Linked DNA regions of Canis lupus: region 1 is linked to region 2. A link is a contact called in public Hi-C data. All regions are on one chromosome and are shown on one strand. The core of a region is the stretch at or near the end of the contact, and the rest is flanking DNA. Distances in the headings are between cores, read along the strand shown. Region 1 holds the start of USP14 (ubiquitin carboxyl-terminal hydrolase 14). Region 2 holds the start of ROCK1 (rho-associated protein kinase 1).

The links. A called contact is a pair of places that touch in the nucleus more often than the background predicts.
Region 1: a Hi-C map of blood shows a contact between it and region 2, with 1.9 times the contacts expected there. The contact joins the promoter of USP14 here to the promoter of ROCK1 in region 2. A contact is called at or near these places in 2 of 9 Hi-C or Micro-C datasets (amygdala and blood).

What each region holds. Positions count from the first base shown.
Region 1 is chr7:67,088,533-67,095,443 of UU_Cfam_GSD_1.0, forward strand. It overlaps USP14 (ubiquitin carboxyl-terminal hydrolase 14), which reads left to right and starts at 2,586. Exons shown (of 15, transcript XM_038543699.1): 1 at 2,586-2,932; 2 at 6,834-6,911. The coding sequence starts at 2,761.
Region 2 is chr7:66,916,668-66,923,917 of UU_Cfam_GSD_1.0, forward strand. It overlaps ROCK1 (rho-associated protein kinase 1), which reads left to right and starts at 1,278. Exons shown (of 33, transcript XM_038543695.1): 1 at 1,278-2,250. The coding sequence starts at 2,158.

The DNA of each region.
Region 1 (6,911 bases), core at 1,336-3,835, 170 kb after region 2:
CTATACCCCAATATGTCTACACGGGAGGCAGAGCCAGACACTCCTTTCCTCATCATTAGCTAATTATATATTCTTGATCAGGACGCAGAATCTTGAGGGATTGAGGTGGACAAGGAATTAGAAATTACTCATGGAAGTGATGGTAAGAGTGGCCAGACTGTTTCTGTGACATGACCTTACCTATGTTCCCTGCTGCCCATATCCCTTGGTGCCCATCCATTATCTGTGCTTGGTTCACAAGTTTTCCTATCGATTCTATTAGCTTACCCTATATTCTACCAATAAATTCCTTCCATTGTTTATAGCCAAGAGCTTTAATTCAGAGGGCCATGGAGTTAATTTGTGCATATTTCTTGCTTTTTTTTCAAGATTTTAAGTAATCTTTATACACAACATGAGCTTTGAACTCATGACCCCGAGATCAAGAGTCACATGCTCTACTGACTGAGCCAACCAAGTGCCCCCTAATCTGTGCATATTTCAATATTCCTAGTAGATTCTCAGTCAAATGAGGGCAGGACTTTTGATTCATCTTTGTATTCGCAGATTTTACATTGAGTGTCTGCACTTAATATGTACTTGTTGAATAAGAGGACCAAACATTTAAATGAACAGTACTTGATAGAAAGGGTAATTGTAGGAGGAGGCCTTATGTGTGTATGAAAGAATTACCATTAAATAAAGACCTTAAAATTAGATAAAATATCTACTGGCCAGATGAGGAGTGGGTATTTTAAGCACGAAACCACAGGTAGTTCAGCAACTAAAAACTTTTCTGATACTTGGCTACATTTTACAGACATTATTTATTTATAAACATGTTGGTTAAGATATTACTAATATATTCATTATTTAAAGAAGTCAACCTTAAGCAGAAGATTGCATGCATTAAACACATGTAGACCAGGGCTTAACAACATATGGTATACAGGGCAAGGCTGCTATCATCTATAATTCCTGCTGAGATTTGGGAAGGCTAGCTATACAAATTTCCTTTGACATTTCCTTTTAGTTGCTAGCACTGGGCCATATCCTCCCTCTGTTCCATTTGTCTTAAATTCAAGGCTAGAAGTTAGTTTTACTGAAGTGTTGGTCAGTGTGAGCTGAAGACAGACTTGTTCTAGAAGACTCTGAGTACCTATTGAATGAGTAAGTCAAAAATAGGTTGCTCTCACATCCAGTTCTCACAGCATCAAATAATTCCAGAGTATCCACTAGATGATTTCTGTTTATAGTCTAGACATTAAAGAAACGGAAGTTTGGGGCACCTGGGTGGTTCAGTTGGTTATTTAATCTTCGTCAGAATCTTGTAATATAGATAATATTCTTGGTTTCATCGAGAAGGAAACTGAAGTTGAGAGGTCACACAGCCAGTACCAACCGGATTCAGACAAGTCTTAATCTATAACCATTAATTTTATTACCTGCAATCATAGTGCTCAATAAATTTGATACTCTTTCCACTTAATATATCACTTTAAAAATATTCTACAGCATCATTGTGTTGTTTCCCTCACATTTTGGATCGTATTCTCATGATAGGTCTTGAAGTAGCAAAGGGTATGACTCCTGATGTACATTCATGAAATGGGTCTCCAAACAGGTTGTAGCGTTTTGAAATAGGGACAATCTACGTCTTGAAATATGGACAGCTTCAAAACTTTTGTGGCATTTGGAATCATTGTAAAGCCTCTGTAAGGTAAGAAAGCACCTCAAATTTGACTTGAATCTCTGAAATCTCTCCTTTCACTTACAGGCTCTACTTCTCATCTAGAATGCTTGGATTTACTTCTCTCATGATAACCTGGACTCTGAAGAGGCTTCAGAAACCATCCAGTTGAATTCTCTCTTTTTCCCAGATTGGGGAAACAGGTCCAAGGCAGCTGAGTGCAAGTCCCCGCGCCTGTCACAGGGCATTTTTCTTCCTGCCACCTTACTAGATGCAACCTAGGGTCGCAACCGGTTGTTAGAAACAACACTAATACATTACAATCAGGGCAGGCCTGTCTCTGCAGTATTCAACGCCTTTTGACACGCATATTGTCACAAAACCCTGAAAGGGAGAGCTGGATAATCTTCATCCGTAAGCAGACTGACCAGGTGAGGGGCGGAGCAAGGCCTCTCTCGGCTCTTCCACCGGCTATATTAACAAACAAACAAAAAATGCCTGGCTCTAGTCGAGCCCTTTCAAAAAAAGAAGAGAGAGACATTTTTTTCCTTTTTTAAAAGGCAGCTGCAGGGCAGCCCGGGTGGCTCAGCAGTTTAGCGCCACCTTCAGCCCAGGGCGTGATCCTGGAGACCCCGGATCGGGTCCCACGTCGGGCTCCCTGCAGAGCCTGCTTCTCCCTCTGCCTGTGTCTGTGCTCCTCTCTCTCTCTCTGTGTCTCTCATGAATAAATAGATAAAATCTTAAAAAAAAAAAAAAAAAGGCAGCTGCAGGGTACCAGGTTCGCACTGGCACAGGGGCCAGCGGGGCGGGCGGCAGGGCAGGGCCGGCCCCTCCGCGGTGGGCTCGGTCAGCGCAGCGCAGCGTAGCGCACCGCACTGCGCAGGCGCGCACCTGTACTGGCGCAGGGGCCGCGCGCCCGGCCCGCCCGCCCGCCCGCCGCCTCGCGCGGCTTCCCTCCCACCTCCCTCAGCCCCGCACCCTCCAGGCCCCGCCTCGCCCTGCTCCGCGCCGGGTCTTCGGCTGCAGCCGCCGTGTGGGTCCGCGGGCGGGCAAACTGCGTGTTGCTGCGTCATCGGCAGTGGCCGGTTTGAATGAGACTCGTCGCACCCGTGCTGCCGCCACCACCGCGCCTCCGCCTCGGTCGCCGCCGCCACAGCTTCATCGCGTCCCTTTCCCTTCGACGCCCTTGCCAGGCCCAGCCTTCCTGCACCGCCGCCGCCGCCGCCGCCGCCGCCTCTCGAGCCGCCATGCCGCTTTATTCCGGTGAGCTCCTTCCTCACCCTGCAGTCCGGTCCCGCGCCTAGGCCTCGAGTAGGCCGGGCCTGCAGGGCTGGCACCGGGCTGAGGACGGGGCGGGGGAGGGGGCCGGCCGGCCTGGTGGGAGGCGACTGCGTGGCGACGACCCTGGCCGCTTTCTCTCAGCCCGCTGTTTGCGAGCTCCGCAGCTCGAGGGACCGCTGTCCCTTCTGGGCGGGGTGGGCGGGAGTGGGGATGGGGAGCGCGAGTCCGTCTCCGCGAGTGGTGACTCTGCAGAATAGTTTCTGTCGCCGTCCTGGTGAGCCCGGGGAGGTGAGGGTGTGTCCGGAGGCCCCCGGGGCGGGCCCGGGCTCGGTGGTAGCTGCGGAGAGGGAGAGTCAGGGAGGGGGAAGCCTGAGGTACGGGAGGATGGAAGCTTAGCCTTCCTCCGTCGTGCTTGGGGTTTACCTCAGCCAGCTCCCCACAGCTTACTCCTTGCCGCCTTTGGCTCAAACACCCCCTTTTGTGGTACCAATTTCAGTTTTTATCCAGAGGTAGATCGTGAACTTCTTGCTTCGTTTTCGTTTCCTCAAACGTTGTGTATTGGGTTTCCACTCCTGAAGCGTGCTGTTAGCTTTCAGACTTAGAGGAATACAAATACCTGCAGGCGTCATTTCCTTTTAAACGGCGATTGACAGTTTTTATTTTATTTTGCTTCAGGCAGTCCCAAGGTATTCCTGGCCAGCGATCACATTTTCACTAGTGAAGGGACCTTGCTGTTGCTGATTCTTACTCAAAATGGCACCTAAGTGGTGACTTCGGTTCGCTGTGGGCGTGTGATTCATTGGCCATACCCAACTCCATGATCATTCCTTTATGAAAGATTCAGCTTTTTCCAAAGAAGGATATGAAACAAAGGAATAATGTTTAATCTTGAGGTGGATTCTTAATGGCCTAGAATCTTGAATACTTTAATGATTGCTGAACCTTTCTAAAGCCACGATTAACAGGAGAATGGTACTTTGAAAGAGTCTATTTACGCAACGTAGAAAGGAAGAGTTATTAATTGATAGCAATAAATGCCAGTGTATGCTGGACTTAAACACACTGGTGGACTCACAACACCAACCCCTCTCTTTGTTCCCCTCAAAAAATACTTATATTCCCCAAACTATCTATCTTAACGTTAAGTTCTATCGTAAATATTTAATCGTATCTTTTCCTTATTTCCAAAATGAGAGAATTGGAGTAGATTTTTAGGATTTCCTCCTTTGACCTCTCCATATTGAGAATTTATGTTTTCAGGTTCTACAAAAACCCCTATATTAAAATGAGAGTATTTCAGGTACCATTTCATGAGTTTTAGCAGAGAATTAAATAGGTCTGTATATGGTTAAGTGCTGTAAAAATAAGTGAACACCTGGTATACCTGGCACAAAGCTAGTGTTTTTATACATGTTGCTTTTTTTAAATCTTCAACATAATGGTATAATACTGGTACAAGTCTCTTTGATGGATAAGCAGAAAGTTTCAGTAACTTGCTCATGGTGACACAGCTAAATCAGTTTCAGATAGGTTCCTCTTCATTATATCTAATATTCTTTTGGTTTAGTCTCTTGCTCGTGTTATTCTCTGTTCTAGTTTATTTCAGAATTACAGTTGTGCCCACTTCAGACCCATTTTCCAGCTGTTACAAGAGTGATCTGATGTGCAAAGCAGACCAAGGTGGTCTTTATGAAAACCTTTCACAGATTTTGCATTTTTATAACACAAAGCCCAAAACCTCCTGTATATTTTAACATGACTTCTGTTATCTTCCTTAACTTGATCCTTGACCACCTTCCAGTTTCAGCCTCTTTGTCTCCCCTCGGGGAATTACTCAAATCTCAGAACACATAATCCAGTTTTATGCTTTTGATGTTTTTCTTATCTTTTTCAGATATGCTTATATTTTAAGTGGCTAATTTTTTTTTTTTTTTTAAGACTCAACTCAATGTTGATAATTAGAACCCAAAGTTACCACTTCTTCCAGGGAATCCTTCACTCATGAAGCATTCCACTGTGATCCTGTGGCATTTATAATATTTATATTGTATTGTTAATTATTTTGACCTTTTCTGCCCCTTTTCTCTCTTATTAGAATCTAAGTTCATAGAGTCTTCCTAGAGCTTGTTCTGGGCTTAATGAGTGCTAAACACAATAATTGAACTAGTGAAGGAATTGAGATTTGGAATAAGGATTAGTTTTTCATATTTTGGTGTTATTAGGAAAACAGCTAATTGTGAGATTCTCATTTGAGTAGATATGAAGTTTTCAGTGGAAACGAGCTATGTATATTGTGTTTACTTATTTTTATGGATTTCAAAAGTTAGCTATTTTATGATGCCGATTGGAATTTTAATTATACGGTAAAATATACGTAAAAAATGTACTATTTTAAGCATTTTAAAATTATATTTTTTGGTATTAAGTACATTCATATTGTTGTGTGACCATCATCAGCATTCACCTGCAGAACTTGTTCATGTTCCTGCACTGAAATTGTGTACCCATAAAACAATAACTCTCCATATCCTCTTCCCCCCAGCCTCCTGACAACCACCATTCCACTTTCTGTCTCTATGAATTTGACTACTGTAGGTACCTTACATAAGGGGAATAATAAAATTTGTCTTTTTGTATCTGGCTTATTTTGGTTAGCATAATGTCTCCAAGGTTCATCTATGTTGTATAGCATGTATAAGAATTTTGTTACTTTTTAAGGCTGAATAAGATCCATTTTATGTCTGAACCACATTTTGTTCACCCGTTTATCTGTTGATGGACAACTTGGGTCGCTCACATCTTTTAGGCTCTTGTGAGTAATGCACTATGAACACGGGTATATAAATATTTGAGACCCTGCTTAACACTTTTGAGTGTATACTTAGAAATGGAATTTTTGAGTCATATGGTAAGTTTAATTTTTTGAGGAACCACCATACTTTTTTCCACAGTGGCTGTGCTGTTTCATATTCCCATAAGGAATGCTCAGGGGTTCCAGTTTTTCTCCATCTTCACCAGTACTTGGTATTTTCTTCCTCCCCCCCCCTTTTTTTTTTAAGATTTATTTATTTATTTATTCATGATAGAGAGAAAGAGAGAGAGGCAGAGACACAGGCAGAGGAAGAAGCAGGTTCCATGCCGGGAATCCGACGCGGGACTCGACTCCGGGTCCCCAGGATTGCGCCCTGGGCCAAAGGCAGGCGCCAAACCACTGAGCCACCCGGGGATCCCCTCTTTTTTTAAATAGCCATCCAAATGACTGATGTAGGATTTCTATGTTTTTTAATGATTTAGTTGTATCTTTAGATTCTTAATATTTGACTACCTCTTGCTCAGGAACCAAAACCTTTCAATTTTCCCATGGAACCATTCTTCTTATAATCCAGAATCTGTATTCTTTAACCTGTTTTAAATATGCTTTATTTTTCCAATAATTTTTTTTTTATTTTTTTCAAGTTATCTTTCTAACTTCTTTAGTCTTTCTATTCCCGCACTAAGTACTGATTTTAATAATTATTTATTTAAACACATTTTGAAGTCTGTGAACCTTATTCTGGGAAATATTCCAAAGTGATATTTTGTTGAGATTATTAGAGTAGGATTCAGAACACTTGAATGTTTACTAACTAGTTTTGTGACTAGTAAATCAATCATCTCATAAGGCTTAGTTTTATTTATCAAATAAGTTGGATTAGATTGAATTACATTTTATTGAGGACCTTCTATGTTCAAGTTAGTCCTGATTAGGTAAGCATTTTGAGCATGTAAAGAGGAATGGCATAAGCTAGTTCTTGAAAGCCAAAATAATGGGTCCCTAGGGATCTTCTAAGTCTGAAGTTCTTTTATTTTAATAAATGAAAAAAAATTATGGTTTTGCTTGCAGTTACCGTGAAATGGGGAAAGGAAAAATTTGAAGGTGTAGAATTGAACACTGATGAACCTCCAATGGTGTTTAAGGCTC
Region 2 (7,250 bases), core at 28-2,527:
CACGTTTTTTATTTCTAGCAATCTTTAATCTGACCCATGAGCAAAACTAAAGATTGATTAGAAATAAGGTAGATTTCCCGCTGATAGCCGTGAAGAACATGAGCAGATTGAACAAGTCTTTACCTTCTCACACCACAGTCAATGAAGCAATTGACTTAAGAGGAAATGCTCATAATTTTCATATTCTACATTGGTTCTGTTAAAATCACAATTTTAGGTTTCACTGAACTTGCAGGATCACACATCAAGAAGAGAACTACAGGGCATCCCTGGGTGGCTCAGCGGTTAAGCGCCTGCCTTCGGCCCAGGGCGTGATCTTGGAGACCCGGGATCGAGACCCGCGTGGGGCTCCCTGCCTGGAGCCTGCTTCTGTCTCTGTCCCCGCCCCTTCTCTGTGTCTCTCATGAATAAATAAAATCTTAAAAAAAAAAAAAAAAAAGGAAGAGAACTACAATGGGAGTGAATAATGGTGCGGAAGAACTAGTAGGAGTAACTTAAAATATTGATTCTGAGATTTAAAAAAAAAAAAAAAAAAGCAAACTGAACTTGATTTCTACGGACTATTTCTTCCGGAGTCCGTATTTAGTGCTCCCCTGATACACACGCTCGGCTTAGGAGGGTTCAGTACTGCATGGCTTCGTCATTTTCCCATGGAATCGCAGACGGTTTAAATGTGGTGGTGTTCCCGGAGGGCCGACGGTGAAATACTACAGAAAACCAGCTCATTAGCTGATGCTAAAACGCTGCCTTGTCGGTGAAAAGGCATCTTGCCTAAAAAAGAACCTATTTGCAAAATAATAACAAGCACCCTCTCTTTCCGGTCAGAGAGCTCTGGACCGCAGCCGCCCAGAGGGAGGGCAGTTGAGGCAGCTGCCAGGAGACCACCAGAGACCGAAAGAGCTCGGCGCCCCTGCCCGCCCCACCCTCGCCTAGCCCGCCTCGACCTCTGCTACAGCTCCAGAGCTCCACTCGGCTCTTCAGATCCCGCCGGGGTGAGGGCGGTGCCTCCCGCCGCACCCGGTGGGCTCCTCCCTGCTTACCAGCCCTCCCGGTCCGCCCGCTAGGCCCCGGGCGCGCCCCGCCTTCCGCCCCGCCTTCCGCCCCGCCCCCCCGGCCCGGCCCCGCCCCCCCGGCCCGGCCCCGCCCCCTGGCCCGGCCCGGCCCCGCCCCGCCCTGCGAAGGCGCCGGCGTGCTCGCGCGCGCGGCGCGAGTCCGATTCTCCTTCCGAGCGTCCGCGCCCCGCATGCGCAGTCCGCGCCGGCGGTCTCCGTTTGTTTGAACAGGAAGGCGGACATATTAGTCCCTCACGGCCCCCCTCGCCCCACCCCCCCAGGCATTCGCTGCCGCGACTCGCCCTCTCCAGAGCTGGGGACGCAGCCCCTCCCAGAAGTTCCCGCATCAGCAGCCGCCGGGACCCGAGCCTCGTCTTCCTCCGCCGCCCGCTCTCCAGCCTTTCCTCTCCTAAGTCTCCATCGGGCGCCGACCTCGCCCTGCCCCGCCGGACAGCGCGGCAGCAGCCCCAGCAGCGACGGTACAAAATGGGAGAGTGAGGCTGTCCCGCGGGGAGCAGCTCTTGGCAGGGTCGGATCCGGGCGTCGGGCCGCGCCGAGGAGAGCCGGGGATGCGGGGCTAGACCGCCTACGGCGCCTCTGAGCGGAGCGGGTCGGGCCCCGTGGCCCAAGAGGCGGCAGCAGCTGGCACAGCTCCGCACCCGCCCTTCGCTTTCGCCTTTCCTCTTCTCCCTCCCCTGCTGCCGGCGGAGTCTCCACCCTGCTGCTCTTTCTCTCCCACCGCCTGCCCACTTCGGGACGGGGAACTCTCCATGGCGAAGACGGCTGGGGCCCGCTAGGCTGAAGCGCCAGCCGGAGCAGCGAGGCTGGTGGCGACGGCGCTGTCGGCTGTCGTTAAGGGGCTGCCGGGTGGGATGCGACTTTGGGCGTCGGAGCGGCTGTGGGTCGCCGTTGCCCCCGGCCCGGGGTCTGGGGAGCGGAGATCCCCTCAGTGAGGGGGAGGAGGGGGAACCGGGCGCACCTGGTGACCCTGAGGTTCCGGCTTCTCCGCCCCGCGGTCGCGAACCCACCGCCGGAGGAAGTTGGTTGAAACTGCTTTCCGCTGCTGGTGCTGCTGGTACGAGGGTATTGTCACAGTAGCAGCAACATGTCGACTGGGGACAGTTTTGAGGCTCGGTTTGAAAAAATCGACAACCTGCTGCGGGATCCGAAATCAGAAGTGAATTCGGATTGTTTGCTGGTGAGTAGCACTGTCGTCTTTTGCCAGTCTGGGGTTCTGCGTGTATTTGCCTTCCTCTTGCTTTCAATCTAGTTATTTGCAAAAGAAAGTTTCAGGTGTGCATACTCTCGGAAAAACACCAAAATCTGCTGTTTTTCCTGAACCGTCTTTGGAGCACCACTAAAATCTCATGCCGTGGCCTTATTTATCGTTGGAGTGGCTCTGTACTAACTTCTCTGAACTTTTAGCTCGAACTCAGTTCATCATTCTACAAAAGGTACTTAGGCATCACGTAAAAAGTTACACTGTCAGTTATTTCCGCAGTTTGTTGAATGACGATCTTAGTAATAATCTTTTTGATCGGTTTGACAGCAATACTGGAAAGACGCTTTCCACTTAACAGAGATTCAGCTCCTAAGGGTTTAGTTTTTAGACGTGGAAGTGACAATGGAGAATCAACATTGAGAAAGCGATTTTTGAGCCAAGATGTCATAGGTGATTTGAATCTGGAGGAACTTTTTGCTGGACTGTTAAGTGTAAAGATCTAAGATAACTGAAGATAGGTCATCACATTATTAACTCTTTTACAGTATTGGTGATCACAAAAGTACCGCACAGATATTTTATCATAACTGCCTTTTTTGGTGGTGGTGTGCTTACCATTGTCACTTTTAAAAGATTCTGAAGAAGTTTTTATGAAATGAAAGGCCAAGTTCTTAAAGATCCTTCAGTGGTTACAATTATCTGTAAATAATTAGGGTTTGTAAGTTTTGTCTATTTTCCCTGATACTAATAGTTGCAAACTCTGTAAGGGAGTTTCTCCTTTTACTTTACTGAACAACTAAAAGTTATATAATAATTCTGTTTTAGTTCAAACAAAACCACAATCTCTAAAATTGCAGGGAGTATGTATACGAAGTTATTTAGAGCCCTCTCAGAAAATTAAATGTTAGATATATACGGTATTTGGGATTAAGATTAAGTGAACACAATAATGCCATTCAGAGAAATAATTTAAAAATCTCATGTTGATTCTGGAAAATTATGTAGATCATCTTAAATTAGCATGTATTTCAGTTATTCTAAATATCTGGGTGTATTTTTAAGTGTATAATGTTATACAAGAAAATTTCTCCCCAAACTTTCAAAATTACTCTAAACATCCTTTACTATGAAAGTAGAGTCTTGTGGGTTGTATATTTGAAATATGTCACATTATGGATGCGCTTCATATTGAGAAACAGGATGATGGATGCCTGATACAATTTAAAACACTTTATTGAATGACAGAAATGGAAGGAATTAGAACACATCTTTCTACTAAGAATTTGTCATTTTTAAAGCCAAGTCTTTTATTATTTACCCAATTTCCGTGTATCTTTGATTCTATTTTACTTTTTGATCTTACTCCATGAAACAGCAGTATGGGGTGTTTAGTAGCTCTTTTTTTTTTTTTTTAAGTTGTCATGTAACCTCTTGCCTTAGTTGCCTATTGAAATGTGGAAGATACGAATATAGGTCATGGACTCTTTTTTTAAAATTTTATTTATTTTTTAAGATTTTATTTATTTATTGGTGACACAGAGAGAGGCAGAGACACAGGCAGAGGGAGAAGCAGGCTCCATGCAGGGAGCCTGACATGGGACCCGATCCCAGGTCTCCAGGATCACGCCCTGGGCTGAAGGCACTAAACCGCTGAGCCACCCGGGCTGCCCAGGTCATGGACTCTTTACTTGAAAGTCCAATCTATTTAGGAAAACAAGACCTAATCTTAAATATGCACACAGAAACAAAGGAAAACACTTTACACACTGAAAAAATGTGTGATAGATTTCAAATGATTGGTGTAGGTGATGCACGTTCTTGGTTATTGAAAAGAAGAAATTGCTGTGTGTTCAGAGGGCGGGAGTATGCTTTATGATGAGTGGATAGGTTTAGAGGATGTTCAGAGGAGGAGTAGAGGATAACATGAATGGAGGGTGAGGATGTGATTGGCTATGACATGTTTAGGGGAACAAGATAAAGATGGAAACATAGATTGGGGTTAGAATGTGGAAGATTTGATTGTTGGTTACGGGAATTTAGATTTTCTTCAGTATATTGTAGCTATTAAATATTTGTAAACAGCACTGTGCCAGGATGAATGAAGGTGAATCTGGTAGTTATATGCAGGATAGGGTGTGTGAAAAGAGATTGGAGATGGGATGAGACTGGGGACTTCTTAACAAATTAATAGTCCAGGAATTATTGAAGCCCCAAACTGGCGCATTAAAATGGGAAAGGAAGAATTGATGGAACTTGATTGGCAGGGCTGGGGAGAAGGGGGAACCAAAGTGAGAGAAAATAGATGATGCTAAAAAATTTGAAGCTAGCTTATAGGGAGACTGTTGAAAAGCAAAGTCAGGTTTGGAAATCTCTTGGGAAGAACAAGCAACAGAGAAGTTCAATTTCAGGTTGTATTTTAGAGGATAGTGGGACAACCACAAAGAAATGACCAGTAGACTATTGGAGATAGGAAACTGAGCTCATAAAGATAACAATTTGGAAATCATTTGCACAGAAGTGCAAGTTGAAACTGATAAAACGATAAAGGGTAAGAGATGAAAGTTGAACAAAGAGGAAGAGTCAAGAAAGTTGGCAATCAGGGCCTTTTCAGGGTTAGGACAGCCAGGTATCTTGGAGTCAAGAGTTGTGAAAGAACATTTTGAGAAATAGTCAACAGATTTTTTGCCCCATGTAATCTTAAATTCTTGGCCCTCTTTTCTATTTGGTTCCATAATTGTTTACTGATAGCTGTTGAAATTTTATTACCATATTAAATGGAACTTGATAAGGATTGAATATTTTTTTTTGGAGATAAAAGTTTTTTTTTGGTTTTGTAGTGTCTAGCCTTAATTTTTTTTTTTTTTTTTTTTTTTTTTGCATGGTGTTTTATGTTTATCATTAACCATTCATTCTACCATTCAGAATGACCCATCGGGCAACTTCACCTTTTTTTCAGTGAGTCTCTTACTCTTTCCTGTCTGGACTTTGGATATCTCTTGTAGGCATGATACTCCTTTTAAATTGACTGCTTTTCTTTATTATTTTGGCCATTGATGATTTACTTAATTGATACATACTGAGTATGTATTATATGTACCATGTGCAGCAGTCAAGTTCTAGGTTTTTTTTGGTAATATCAAAAGATAAAGTTTGTTCTGCACTTACTTAAGTAGATCTACTCTTCAGAAATGAAAGTTCCAGAAACTTTTGGTTTCAGAAGAGTCTGCTGTCAGTCGGCTGTACATCCTCTCTCTCTTTTTTTAAAAAATGATTTTATTTATTCATGAGAGACATAGAGGGAGAATCAGGCCTCCCACGTTGGGGGGAGCCTGGCATGGGACTTGATCCAAGGAGCCTGGCATCATGACCTGAGTCAAAGGCATATGCTCAACCACTGAGCCACCCAGGTGCCCCTCTCTCTTTTAAAAAAATTTTATTTGTTTGAGAGGGAGAGTGAGAACATGTGAGCAGGGCAAGGGGCAGAGGGAGACAGCATGGAAGGAACCCAATGTAGGGTTCCCCCGTATGACCCTAAGATTATGACCTGACTGGCAGATCTTTTTTAAACCATCTTTCCACAAAAGAATCTTTTGTGTTGAGATCCTAATGATAAATATTAGTAGTTATAAAATAATGTAGCTGGAAGAAGCCCTGATAGTGGCTTTCTAACCTTTTCTCATATAATTTAAGAACTAGATAAGTGTATTTTTCATATTGCAAATATAAATGCTAAAAGAGTCTGCAGATACTAATATTATGGTAACTATACACTTATTTTCTATATCATCCATATCACTCAACCTTGGTTTTCTATAAGTCACATTGTTTTCAGTGTCTAAATGGTTCCCTTATTGTCCATGTTACAGTTTATAGTGATTATCATGAGCTGTTTTCCTTTTCACTGCCTTTCGTTTTAAGCTTAAAATTATTTTATCTAGGACCTACTAACAATTTCTCAATACTGAATACAGTAAGGTCTAGAGTTTAATTAAGTCTAAATTTCCAGAGGAAAAAATGCATATGATTTGTAAATTATTATATTTAAAGATTTTATTCATTTATTCATGAGAGACAGAGAGAGAGAGAGAGAGAGAGAGAGAGGCAGAGACACAGGCAGAGGAAGAAGCAGGCTCCATGCAGGGAGCCTGACGTGGGACTCGAACCCAGGTCTCTAGGATCATCCCCTGGGCTGAAGGCGGGCGCTGAACCGCTGAACCACCCGGGCTGCCCTGATTTGTAAATTAAAAAAGAAAAACAAAGATAGCTGGGTGGGAACATTAGATGTGTATTTGTCTTGAAGGGTGAGGTACATTTCTTAAAAATATAGCTATCTTGCCTTTAGCATGTTGAGCATACTACTTCAGGATGCCAGTTTAGAGCATAACATTTTTTTCTAGTTTTTGTTTAGCTGTTAGAGATGTAGCAGTAGTGGGTAGAATGGAGGGAAGAAGGGAACCAGTGTTAGTTGAACAGTGCATATTGAATTCTGACACTGCTGTCCCCTTTGTACATATTTGTTAACTATCATTTTTCATCAGTCAATTTTTCAGAATGTAGGAGGCATATGTAAATAATTTTCAGGTGTCTGTTTTTTGGTTTTTCTTCCTCTAAATTTTCTTTTGGACTTCCTAACCCCACTGCTTTCCTATCTTCTCTTTGCTAACTTCTTTTTCTCTCAGTCTCAGTCTTTGGTTTTGTAATACTTACTTTTTCTTTACTCTCATGGAAATTTATCCATTTTTATAGCTTCAACTAATGTCATCTCTATGCCCATGATATCCAGGTCTTTATTTTTTAGTCTTTTTTTCTGGTTTTATTTTATTATTTTTTAAGATTTTATTTATTCATTCATGAGAGACCCAGAGAGAGAGAGAGAGAGGGGCAGAGACACAGGCAGAGGGAGAAGCAGGCTCCATGCAGGGAGCCCGACTTGGGACTTGATCCTGGGTCTACAGGATCAGGCCCTGGGTCAAAGG